Linked DNA regions of Rattus norvegicus: region 2 is linked to region 1. Evidence: chromatin contacts called from public Hi-C data. All regions are on one chromosome and are shown on one strand. The core of a region is the stretch at or near the end of the contact, and the rest is flanking DNA. Distances in the headings are between cores, read along the strand shown. Region 1 overlaps App (amyloid beta precursor protein). Region 2 holds the start of App (amyloid beta precursor protein).

Region 1 (6,157 bases), core at 772-3,271:
GGTGGTAATGGAGCAGGTGTCTGAATACAGGACACTCCCAAGTCCTGCTGGACTCCCTAAGATCACTGCATCAGATCTGTTACTAGCAGGTGACCAGATAGTTCAGAACACTGAATATTATCAAAGCCTCATTTCAAGCACTTGAATGTTTTAACATAAGCCCCTAAACCTGAGCTTTCAAAACATTATTCTAACACTTTCTTCCCCTTCACATACTGTATTCAATTAATAGTATAAACATGATCATATTGGAAGGACGGTAATTAACAAAGTTTGTTAGAATATACACCTTCCACACAGGCACAGGGATCTGTGTTTGGATTCCTTGTACCGAGGCAAGCCTTATCTATAACCTCAGCATTAAGGGATAAAGAAAAGTTAGTCAGATCCCTAAGGTTCTTCGCCCAGAAAGTTCTGGTAAGTTTATCAGTTTTAGATGTTAAAAAATAAAGAAGGGGAGTGATAAAACAAAAACACTGTACATCTGCCTTCAGGTTTCCACATGTACCTGCATGTTCAGGTACATACTACATGTGTACACGCAGAATGAGAGAGACAGAGAAACAAGACAAAGAGATGAGACACAAGACAGAGACCAGAGAGACAGAGAGAGAGAGAGAGAGAGAGAGAGAGAGAGAGAGAGAGAATATATCATATTACAGGTGATTAGGTGAGTCGGAGGGAAAGCAAGGATATTCCGTGAAACGCACCAAGACACTGCTGACCTCTTCATGCATGCACCGAGAAACACATGTACATGTTCATGTAAAGATACAAAGAAACCAGTGGTCAACTCGGGCAGGACAGGAGTGAACCTTCATTTGAGCATCGTCAAATAACCTGTGGCCTTAGGACTTCACCTTTCTATGTTGACCAGAATCACAGAGAAGAGTACTTCAGGATGAGAACACGAAACATTCTTTTACATGAGCAGAATGAATATTTACAGGATATCCTTTGGTGGTTTAGTTCTGTCATAACATTGTCTGCCGTTTGTTTCTCACTCTCATGGTATTGTGTTTTTATTGCTAGGGCTTTGGGTGGAGCAGACTCTGCCTTGTGAACCCAGCAAAGATTCAGGGCGAATATAGAGTTGGTGTGGAAACGCGTGATAACTTAAAAGCAGCATTCCTGATCATTGTTCAAGTGGCTTTCTGTTACCCTATCTCTCTTAGGGTAAGCCAAGATTATTTCTTCTCCAGGGTTGTAAAGAATACTCAAAGGTTTCTGTTTCAAGTTATGTGCTTGATAAGCTCGGGGAGACGATCCTTCTTAAATAACTTAGAGTCAGGCACTATCAAAGATGCACTCCCTTTCTATCGCCCTCAGCCATACAAAAGAAAAAAAAACCTTTTTCAAATTGCCACTCCTTTTGCAACAAACACTCTCAGAACCACAATGCTAAGGGGAAAACTGTAATTCTGAAAGGGATATAACAAGACTCTGTTTTGTGTTATGGGTGCAATTTAAAGTCGACAATGATAAAAGCAGAGAGTCTTCACTGCCAGAGAGCACCCAGCTAAACAATGCAAGTGCAGAGCGAAGGCTTGTATTTAGTTTGTAAAATACAAACAAGATAAAAGTTACCTCACCGCCTGTGACAACTTCCTTGCTCTCTACAACGCGCCTGTCTCCCTCCCACAATAAACACAAGAGCTAAAGAATACCTGGCGTAAAAAAAAATTAAAAAATGCAAAAAATGTCAATGTTGACGAAGGTGTGGGACAATATAAAATAAACCTCGGTGTAGGGATATGTAAGATTTTCATAGTGGGAGCAACTGGAGAAAAGAAAGCACAGAATTCACTCTCATCCCATTACCAATTGCAGCTGAACTTGGCCTGACCTCGGGCTCTTCCTAGAATATTCTAAGGGCAACAGCTCAAAAATGCAAGGGGATTTTTAAGCCAGGTGGCTCTGCTCACTTCCTGATGCTCTGACAGCGCATTCCTGAGAGGAGTCCCAGCAGCTTGTCCCACTGGACCCCAAGGATTGCACAAACGCAGTGGCCAGGCACATTTGTGAATGAAGCACCCAATCAGCGACTTTGTTTTGTTTCAGTTCTTGCAGCTGAAAAGCCTTCGGCTGCACATAGCCATCCTCAGAGATTTCAACACTTAAAGTGAAAGGCTAGTGAACAGAAATATACCTGATAATACGTTGAGGATGATACAGAAACCAACCGTTGACAGAGAAGCCAGACTCGGTGCTGGTGACTGTGGAGCTCTTGCCACTTCCAACAGACAACAGAATTATCTCTGTCAGAGGTGAAGTTTCAGGGAGGTACTGGCTTGGTGCCTTGGGGTCTGGAAAATGCTTCCAAGGCACTGAGCATAGACAAAGACAAAGAGTGTGGGGAGATCAACCCTAATGGTACAGATAGAGACAAGGCTCACCTCAAAAAAAGAAAGTACTGGAAGAATAAAGAAAAGCACAGGAAAGTGTGGGGAGGAGTCACAACATCTCAGGGTGAGCAGCTAGGCAGCCTTGACTGTGTACTAAAGGAAGATACACAGAACTTCTGCCCCAGCCCAGAAGAGAAGAGGATGAGCCAGCCCCTTCTTATCCTCTACAAATACAATACAAAAATGAATTATATTGCAAGGAAATGAACATAAGAAAGGACTCAGGAGGACATGACTGCTCCTAAGGATAGTGGAGGAGAAAGTTTACTGTAGCTATGAGGGAGAGCACAGCCAGAGGTGAAAACATCTGGGAGAGCACAGAGTAAAGATGAGCCCAGGCCATGTGAGGACAGCGGTGAAGGGAGAGGGGAGACCAGGACAATGAAAGGTCAGGAGGACACAAAAGGATCATTGGATCATACAGAAAAGAGCCACAGGGGAAAGGTAGCCCAACCTCTGGGCTGGAGAGTTCATGGGGAGGGACATGCCAGCAGTATCTTACAACAGGCAGGGATTGGGGATGCTGAGAACCCTTGGTGCTCAGTCCACTCTGATATGTTAAAAACCTGTTTGATTTGCCTTAAGGTGGTGGTGGTGGTGGAGGTGCTGATGGTGGTCGTGATAGTGGTGGTGGTAGTGGTTGTGGTGGTGGTGCTGGTGCTGGTGTTGTTGTTGTTGGTGGTGGTGGTGGTAAGAATTTGGCAGTGCCTTGTCTGTTGCCAGTGTAGCAAATTGGAGCCAGTGCTATTGGTGGTCAGGAGAGGAAGGTAAGTACCAATGTCCCCATACGTAAACACTTTCTGACTACATTAGCAGACATACTATTCTGCCTCTACTGCTATGAGGCCCACCGCACATGTGGCCTTCTCAGAGTCAGTCTAGGAGAGCAATCCATCCACACGGCATGGGCTTGAGTGATGAGACAGCATTTTGCTTCTTTCTCAAAAGCAAGCAACTGTTAACAGAGTGGAACAGTATTCCTGTGCGACAGGGGGAAGGACCTCTCCATTGTCACCATTGTCACCGTGTACTCCCTGTTCTCCAGGGATGTTCTGGCAGAGCTACAGAGGAGTAAGTCCTGAAATGACATCATTCTCTGGAGTATGAGAGGTGATGGGAAGATTTAAGGTCTACTAAGCAATCTATCCAGAGAGTGTTCACACACACACACACACACACACACACACACACACACACACACACGGGGGGGGGAAGGGGGGGAAGGAGGGAGAGAGAGAGAGAGAGAGAGAGAGAGAGAGAGAGAGAGAGAGAGACTGACTTCTGTTCAAATAAATCAAGCAAAACGCACAGCTGTGGTTTCTAAAAAATATGGCATGTGCATTTTCAATTGCTTTCTTCTTTACGGTGGTCATTCTCTGTACACCATCCTAAACCAGTCTAAGTAAGAAAAATGGAGGCAGTAATCAACAGGAACATGATTCCAGATCCTCGGGAAGATGGACTTTCAGCTCCCACAAAGGCTCCATTTCACACTCACAGTGTACTTTTCAGGGAACTTAGCACTGGTTCCACCTATGTGATTCAGCTGTGCAGTGGCTCTCGACTGGCTAACACACGTGGTTCTGAAATCACCTTGCCTCCAGAATTGTTCCCATGTGCAAATTCAAGGTCACTGGGATAGTTGGTCATCGCAATATCTACCATGTAGAAATTGGGGATCCCACACAGGCCACCCTCTCCCCATAAACCCCTCCAAATAGAGAATTAAGAAGTACTTGGCTGGAAAAATCTCAACAGTGTGTTGGCTGAAATTCTAACCTACGCTTTTTATCTTTAGGAGAAAACTCATTGATTATTTATCTCTGTATTTCTAAGATAATACATCAAAATTGGCTTTAAGACAGGTATAGTGGTAAAGCATGTGTATAGCATGCATGAAATTCTGGTCAATTTCCAATACCAGAACCAAATACCAACACATCCTCAAACACAGGTTGAGTCCAAGTGTCTCTGCTTCTAGTACATACTGAAAAATTAGTAATCCAAATGACAAGATGGGAACTTATAACTGAATCCTACAATATATATTAACTTTTTAAAGGGGGATATAACATTACAAATATATTACTCTGAACCCAATGACCCAAATTCATGAGTTAAAAAGCAGGGTAATCCCTTCAGTTCATGATCACACAGAATAGGTCATAATTACATCATATACAGTAATGAACAACCCCCTTTATTGTGTTAACTCTGTGAAGATCAACTTATAACTTGTCAGTTCACAGGATCACATTCAAGTGTCCTGGATTCCAAGATCAACACAGCCAGTTGGAATCTTCTCTGTCCCTAAAGACTTCCAAACAACTACTGTTTCTTCAAGTGCCTTAGACCAACTCAGAGAAGCTACGTCCCAGGAAGCTATTTGAATAATGTATTAACTGTTCTGAAACAACAATGATATGCACACATATCACTTGTATCATTTGATTATATAATGTAAAGCCCTTATGAAAACTTCTGAATTCAAAAATGTTTCCAGAAACTTCTCCATGTCATGCATCTTTAGTCAAGTTTAACCCATTACTGCCCATATCAAGAAAACTCAGAGTATTGGTTCAGGGTTCCTGTAGGAATTGGATAAAAGGACAGTCATGGAAGAGACTGGTATGTTTGTATCATGAGAAAAGGTCAGGGGCTGGAGAGATGGCTCAGTGGTTAGAGCACTGACTGTTCTTCCAGAGGTCCTGAGTTCAATTCCCAGCACCCACATGGTGGCTCACAACCATCTGTAATGAGGATCTGATGCCCTCTTCTGGTGTGTCTGAAGACAGCGAGAGTGTGCTCACATACATAAAATAAATAAATAAATAAATCTTTTTTAAAAAGGCACAATAGTATCCCTTCCTTTAAAAAAAAAGGTCATATTTGGAATTTAGCATTTATTAACTTGGAAGAGAGGGCCTTTTGATTTTAACCCTTAGTTCTTTCTCTCTAAAATAGTTAACAACACCAAACCTTATAGATCATGAAAATGAAAATTCAGTAATACACAGGCAATGAATACTGAGCATTTAAAAAAGTTACCCAGATTGACCAAACTTCTATTCAACAGGAAGGAAAAAAGAAGAAATATACACAGCGTGAGAAATCTCCTGACCCATCTATAGACACTGAGCTACTGAGTGTGGCGTGACTGAAGCCTCCTGAACACTACTGGCCCAAAGATGTTTGCTGTGTACTCAGGGAGCCTGAGAGATTTTCTGCTCCAAAGAAAATGCTGACTGTATAACCAGATATGACACACTGCTTTAAGGAATGTCTTATGCCACTTGAAATAGACAATCTTTCCTAATTTATCTGCAAGATGCCTGCCTGCCAACTTGTCTCTAAGAGACAAACTAGTAAGGACACTGCAGCTCATATGTCGTCACTCCCGGCTACGAAGCAGCAAGTGCAATGTGGCAGAGCTGACTCACCAAGTCCGCGTGGTATTTTAAACCATCTGCGAACTCTCAATTCACAGTTTAGTGGCAATGTGAGCTCTGGTGGCTAATACATGGTTGATGAACTTCCATTTTTGAGAGCTTACTCTCAGTGAATCACTAATTCTAAACGGGGTGAAGGAGCACAGTTCAAACTGTGAAGGGTGTCTTGGTTCATGTAGCTACAGCAATTTTTGTCCTTGGTCTGGACACAGTGGCCACCCATGTCTGTAGTTTTGAAAAAGACAAGAGGGCATGGGTTCAAGGCTTCATACCAAGATTCAGAAAAAAATAAAGTAAATAAAG
Region 2 (6,357 bases), core at 1,711-4,210, 40 kb after region 1:
AAAAATGCCCTGTAAATCCCAAGGCAATGCCTTTGCAAAAATAATGTATGTTTTTTTAAGCACCTTCTTCTTCCCTTCTATATGTAGGAGGACTGATAAACTTCTGTAACACAGAGATATAGAAAATTGGTGTGTCATAAACAGTAAACTAAAAGCCTTAGCCATAAAAGTAACTTCACCTTCCTTCAAACCAGTAGCCCACTGATCCCCATTTTTCTCTTCGTTTTAAATCTGCATTTTCTAATTTACTTTTGTGATCCTGAATATATCTGTTCATTTCCTAGTTTCCATCTCTTAATTGCTTGCAGTCTTACAAGTGTAATGAGAGACGCTATCGCTTGGGGTGACAAGAAGCATTTATAGCCTGCCAGTATCATGGCTTCCCACTGACAAGCAGTAACCGGTGACTTCTGACGGATCCCCACCAAAAAATCCTCAGCTTCACTGTTCTCTGAGGAGCCTCCTACCCGTCAGAGCAAGCACTACTCTCCAGTACTCGCAGTAGCTTTCCAGACAGTGAAGGAACCACTACAACCAAGGCAAGTTGATAGTTATCAGCTCTAGGCAAGCCAACAGGACGAGTCCATCGCGGTTTGCTAAATGCTCGCCTCCGTTCGACAAGCTGGGAGAAAAGAAGAGGCCCCCATCGTCATTACCCTCGTCCACATGGATTCTTTTACAGAGCCACCTGCAGCAGACGGATTTTCTGCGATTTACAAAGGGCAGCCAACTCATAATTCTGTGGCTTCAGTGGACACAGAGCTGCAAGGACTGTCAAGCCTCATTAGGGTGAATTACCTTCCAGTGATTCACCAAAGGCACGAATGTAGCGCTCACGTTCACCCTTCAAAGGTGATAAATTCAGGATAATCTCCGAAGGTTTGGCAGAAAAGGGATATACAATCGCACAAGCCAAAACATAAATCCGGTTCATCTTGGCCTACACCCTGACTCTTTTTATACAAGTTTTTTTTTAAATGCTCAAGAAAAGTAAATATTTGAGTTTTGACATGAGTTCCAAAAATTAAAGTTATTCCTTTAATTACTTCGTCGCGTTTTTGTACAGTACGACAATTTGGAAAACCAAATGATTACACAAATAAAACCTGGGTCATTAGAGAAATCAGAATTTCCTTGATTAAATGGCTTTGATAAAATGGAACACTAAATTCTAAAGACTCTTAAAAGACCTGTTTTAACCAGTCTGAGGTGATTTACAGATTGTGAAGCCACTTGTGGGTTAAAAAAAAAATCAGAGGGGGTAAAGTTCAATGACCTTGTAAATTAAGAACTAAAAAATAAATAAATAAAAACCCACACTGGTGTGATAGCTTGTATAGCCCCCAGGAAATTACAGGATAACACTCGCCCGGAAATTGCTTTTTGGGAAAATTACTATGAGGTAGTGCGGAAAGAAGGGGACTATGGGGAAGGGATATTTGCAAATGCTTAGATGGTGAAAAGGGTACAAACGAAGAGAAATAAAACCAGCTGCCACGCAAACAACTTCCAGGCATCTCTGGATAAAAAGGAAAACAAGCCTTTTGCTGAATGCTGGAGAGTTGGATGAATGGAGAAGACTTGTTATACACCTAGTGGTGGGTGGATTTCATAGGCTGCAGCCTCCACACAGCTTTTCTTTGCTGCACTGCAGAGGCGCCATCTTCTCCGTCTTAATCTTCACCCTATTCAATCCTTTTATCTGAACCCCCTTTTTAAAAGGACCCCCGAGAACCCTCCCCAACATCCTGCGCCCCCCAGGGTGACTAAGCTAGAGTTCCCAGAACTGCCCCCTAAGGAGGCCGCACCTTAATCAGACAAACGCCTCCTTTGATGCACTGGAGCCCCAGCCTCGCCACCACCCGGCACTGCCCTTTCCAGACGCACGCCTCACTCTGGGCTCTCTCTCTGTCTCTCTCCCTGCGAGGACTTTGCAGTCCCGCACAGGATTGGCAGTAGGTGGTGGTGGTGCGGGGGTGGGAGACCACGGGGTCCCAGCAGCACCCCCAGGTCCTCGGGGGCAGACGCGCAGCGCGGGGAAAGGAGCCGCGGTGGCGCACAAACTATCACGGCTCCTCCACCGCGCCCTGGACGGTGAGGGCGGGGTGTCGCGGCTTTTGTTCCCGGGGACCTTCTTAGACTCAGGGAGAAACTGGAGGTGCATTGGAGAGTCCGGGACATCCAGGTTGAGGGACGGTGCAGGGTGGCCGCACTCTCCGATCTCTCCCATCACTTGGAACTTACACAAAAGGGAGACACGGAAATGCACAAAGTTTGCAAAAGGAAGGCGGTGCGAGACCCCGCGCCGACTCCGGAGAGGGTCGCTGCGCAGGCAGCCGCCGCCCGCTGCCGCCAGGAGCAAAGCCCAGCTTCGCAGTCAAGACAGGCGGGGGTGGGAAGGGAGAGTGAGCCAGGCGCTCCCCAGCATCCAGAGCTGCCCCCATTCCAACCCAGGACCCTAAGGAAGGGGAAGGGCGGCGATTTCCTCTCAGGGCACTGAATTATGAGACACTGCGCTTTCGGTTTGCCACATGTGTCCCCCTTTCCCCTCGAACTGGGTGTCTCTCGTATCCCAGACACCCGATCTCAAGGCAGGGAGGAGTCAGGGTCTGCATTCAGGCTCGAACCCCCCGTCCTCCGGCTGGCACGGATGTGGGGAGCCCAGAGCCTCACCCGCTCCCTCTTCATCGGTCCGGTAGCGCGTCCCCCGGCAGGGTTGGGCCAGAGACGCCGAAGCGCAGGGCGCCCGCAGGCGGGGGAGGCTAGGAACGGTCTACCAGTGACAGTCCCCCGCATCTCAAGATTCAAGCTCCTTGATGGGGAGGATCGTGTCCTCCGGCTCCCGCCACCCCCGTCTCGTTCCCAAGGCGCGGCACCCACCTCCAGAGCCCGAACCGTCCAGGCGGCCAGCAGGAGCAGTGCCAGGCTGGGCAGCATCGTGATCCTGCGTGGGCCACCGACTGCTCCGTGTGCAAGTGGAAGATCCGCCGCACCCTGACTGTGTCCGCGTCGTCGCCGCCGCCGCCGCCGTCTCCGGTGGCCCCCGCGCTCTCTCTGCTCCTAGTGCTCTCGCCTCCCGCCGCCGAGGAAACTGACAGAGCTGGAGCGCGGCGGCGGGGCTGGCAGCCGGGAGAGTCAGCTGATCCCGCCCACCCGGCTTGCCACCCGAGAGAGACCCCTAGCGGAGCCCCGGGGAGCTGCGCCCGAGCGCAAAGGGAGGCGACAGGGAGCCCACAGGTGCGGCGTCTTGGGCACCAGCTAAGGAACCCGAGCTTCCTCTGGGGTCCAGGAACCAAGGGAGGAATGATCTGGGTCAGGGAGAGGGGTCCGCAGTCGGGGGAAGGTGAACCCTAGGACGTTAAGGTTCCAGGGAAATCGGGAGCGCTCTCGGCTCGTCCCCGCGAGCTTGAGTCATCCGACCCCGCAGGCCTCTCCTGAATGTGGTTGAAGAGCTACTGCTGCGATGCATGCATTTTTATCCGCAGTTCGTTTTCTCTATTTGGAGAGGTGGAGCGAGGCCGAGAACATTAGCAAAAGAAACAGGATATTTTTTTTTTTATTTTTTGGTAGGAGGACACCCAGCACCCTACTGTAACCTGGAATTTTTGTCGTTAGAATGCACCAAAGAAGGGCACAGGATGCAGGATGACCCATTTTTCTCTGTTTGAGGTTGGGGATGGGAGGTGGTTTTCGTTTTTTGTTTTCCTATTGTTATTGCATGTGTGCTTGCTTTGGGTAATTTCAGAGAAAGGATTGAAGGAGGCAGGGAGGTAAAATGTAACATGGAGGAGAGATCAAAGTTAAGTCCGAAAAGATACTGAGTGATGGCTCATCTTCGGCCTCTGTCACCAAGGACTTCTTCCTGGAACGCTGCTCTCGATCCTTTTTGGATCTGCTCTAAACCAGAGAGATGAGTCTTCATAAAGCCGTTTTCTCCTAGATTACACACAAACTTCCCAGTGTTAGAATCGCCTAAAACCATCCAGATGTGCTCCCAATCACAGCTACCTCCTGACATAACGTGGCTTCAGACTCCAAGCTCTGGGCCCTCCCTAGGCTAGCAGAGGGAGACAGGGGATAATACTAGGTGCATTTCTGGTTTGTAAGGCCACAACCTTTTCCTTCACCTGATGTGCTTGCTAGTTCGTTCTTTTAATAACTTGGCATGTGCTCTGGTCATCTGGGAAGGGAGGGATCTGAACTGAGAAAAATGCCTCCATTAGATTGACATGCTTGCAAATCTGTGGGGACATACTCTTGATTATTAATTGGTGTGGGAGACCAGCCCTGAGCAGGTGGTCGTGGCTTGTGTAAGGAAGCAGGCTGAACAAGCCAGGAGGGACAAACCAGTACACAGCTTCTGCCATGGCTACTGCCTCAGCTCCTGCTACAGGTTCCTGCCTTGAGTTCTTGCTCTGACTTCTGCTCCCAGTAGACTGTGATCAGAATGTGTGAGGTTAATAAACCCTGTCCTCAAGTTGCTTTGGGTCCTGATTTTCTTTGTTTAACTCTGCAATAGAAAGCAAGCTAGAAGACCTGCTCTTTCAGAGAGAGAGTAGAGACAGAGAGAGAGAGAGAGAGAAAGGGGGAGAGAGAGAGAGAGAGAGAGAGAGAGAGAGAGAGAGAGAGAGAGAGAGAGAGAGAGAGGAATCCCTGCAAGTGTGGTGGTAGGACTTGTCTCCACCCCTTCCTTTCAGAGAAGTCAGCACTGATCTACCAGCTTGCCTACAGACCATCTGTCTAACTCTGCAAATACCTTTTAGTATTTGTCCTGCATGTCTGTCCTTTGAGTGTCCTCAACAAATAACACATTTTTGCTCTGTGAAAATATTTGCTTTTCTTGTTTATGGCATTCATTTACTACAAAAGCCAAGCAAAGGATAGGGAGGTAGCTCAGTCAATAAAGTACTTATTATCCAAACACAAGGGCCTGAGAACAATCCCTGGAAGCTACATGAGTGTGTCAGCCATGCTAGCGCCTGCTTAGGAGGTACAGAAAGACAGACTTGGGAAAGGCAAGCCAGGAAAGAGATCCTGCTTCAAAAAAAATGGACAGCATCAGCATCTGAAGAACATCATATAAGGAAGACTTCCAGCAGGTGCGCGCGTGTGTGAGCGCGCACACACACACATACACAAATGCACACACACAGGCACATGCACACACACACATGCATGTGCACATGCACACATAGACATAGACACATATACATATGTGCATACACACATACACTTATAGATACACATATACATATACACTTACAGACACACACAGACATACACATATACACATACAGACTGACACATACCAACAGATATACACACATAGACACACATACACTTAGACACACAGACACACAGACACTTATAGACACACACATATACACACACATATGTGCATTTATAGACACATACACTTACAGACACACATATTGGACACACACACACACACACACACACACACACACTTAAATCCAAAGAACTCATCACTACCACCCCCAATTTAAAGATCAGGAGAACAGGCTGGGACTATAGCTTAACCATAGAGTGACTGGTTATTCAGTGCATAGAAAAGGCTCACCCCTCACCAGCCTTTTCCTGGCATCTGAAAGTTGGGAAAGGGAAAGCCAGAGGGCTGACACATCAGAACATGAAGGTGACGCAAAAGTCAGACCTACAAGAAAAAACATCTCAAAGAGAAACGAGACAGTGGAACTCAAACATCACACTCCTTCCCGAATACACTTGCTCATCATCACCATCTCCTGTCCGTATGGACAGAAGGGAACCCGAACCCCTAGGAGATGGAGAAGAACAGATCCAGCTCCAATTCTCGAGAGATCTTACAGGGAAATGAAAGGGTGACACCTTTCGTCCAAAATTAAACGTTTTTTTTATTATTAATTTGAGTATTTCTTATATACATTTCAAGTGTTATACCCTTTCCCGGTTTCCGGGCAAACATCCCCCTCCCCCCTCCCCTTCCTTATGGGTGTTCCCCTCCCAACCCTCCCCCCATTGCCGCCCTCCCCCCATAGACTAGTTCACTGGGGGTTCAGTCTTAGCAGGACCCAGGGCTTCCCCTTCCACTGGTGCTCTTACTAGGATATTCATTGCTACCTATGAGGTCAGAGTCCAGGGTCAGTCCATGTATAGTCTTTAGGTAGTGGCTTAGTCCCTGGAAGCTCTGGTTGCTTGACATTGTTGTACTTTTGGGGTCTCGAGCCCCTTCAAACTCTTCCAGTTCTTTCTCTGATTCCTTCAACGGGGGACCTATTCTCAGTTCAGTGGTTTGCTGCTGGCATTCGCCTCTGTATTTGCTGTATTCTGGCTGTGTCTCTCAGGAGCGATCTACAT

What was found. Hi-C and Micro-C count contacts between places; a contact is called where the count stands out from the background.
Region 2: a contact with region 1 is called in a Hi-C map of prefrontal cortex, with 1.8 times the contacts expected there. The contact joins the promoter of App here to the enhancer-like site in region 1. A contact is called at or near these places in 3 of 12 Hi-C or Micro-C datasets (mammary epithelial cells, prefrontal cortex and psoas muscle).

What each region holds. Positions count from the first base shown.
Region 1 is chr11:37,680,355-37,686,511 of GRCr8, forward strand. The region is part of intron 1 of App (amyloid beta precursor protein); the gene reads right to left. Among named protein-coding and RNA genes, the nearest start is that of App, 39 kb to the right of the region's middle. Within about 2 kb of position 2,022, at least 17 of the 93 cell types and tissues checked have an H3K27ac peak or open chromatin away from gene starts, as enhancers often do.
Region 2 is chr11:37,719,878-37,726,234 of GRCr8, forward strand. App (amyloid beta precursor protein) reads right to left here and starts at 2,961. Exons shown (of 18, transcript NM_019288.2): 1 at 2,881-2,961. The coding sequence starts at 2,937.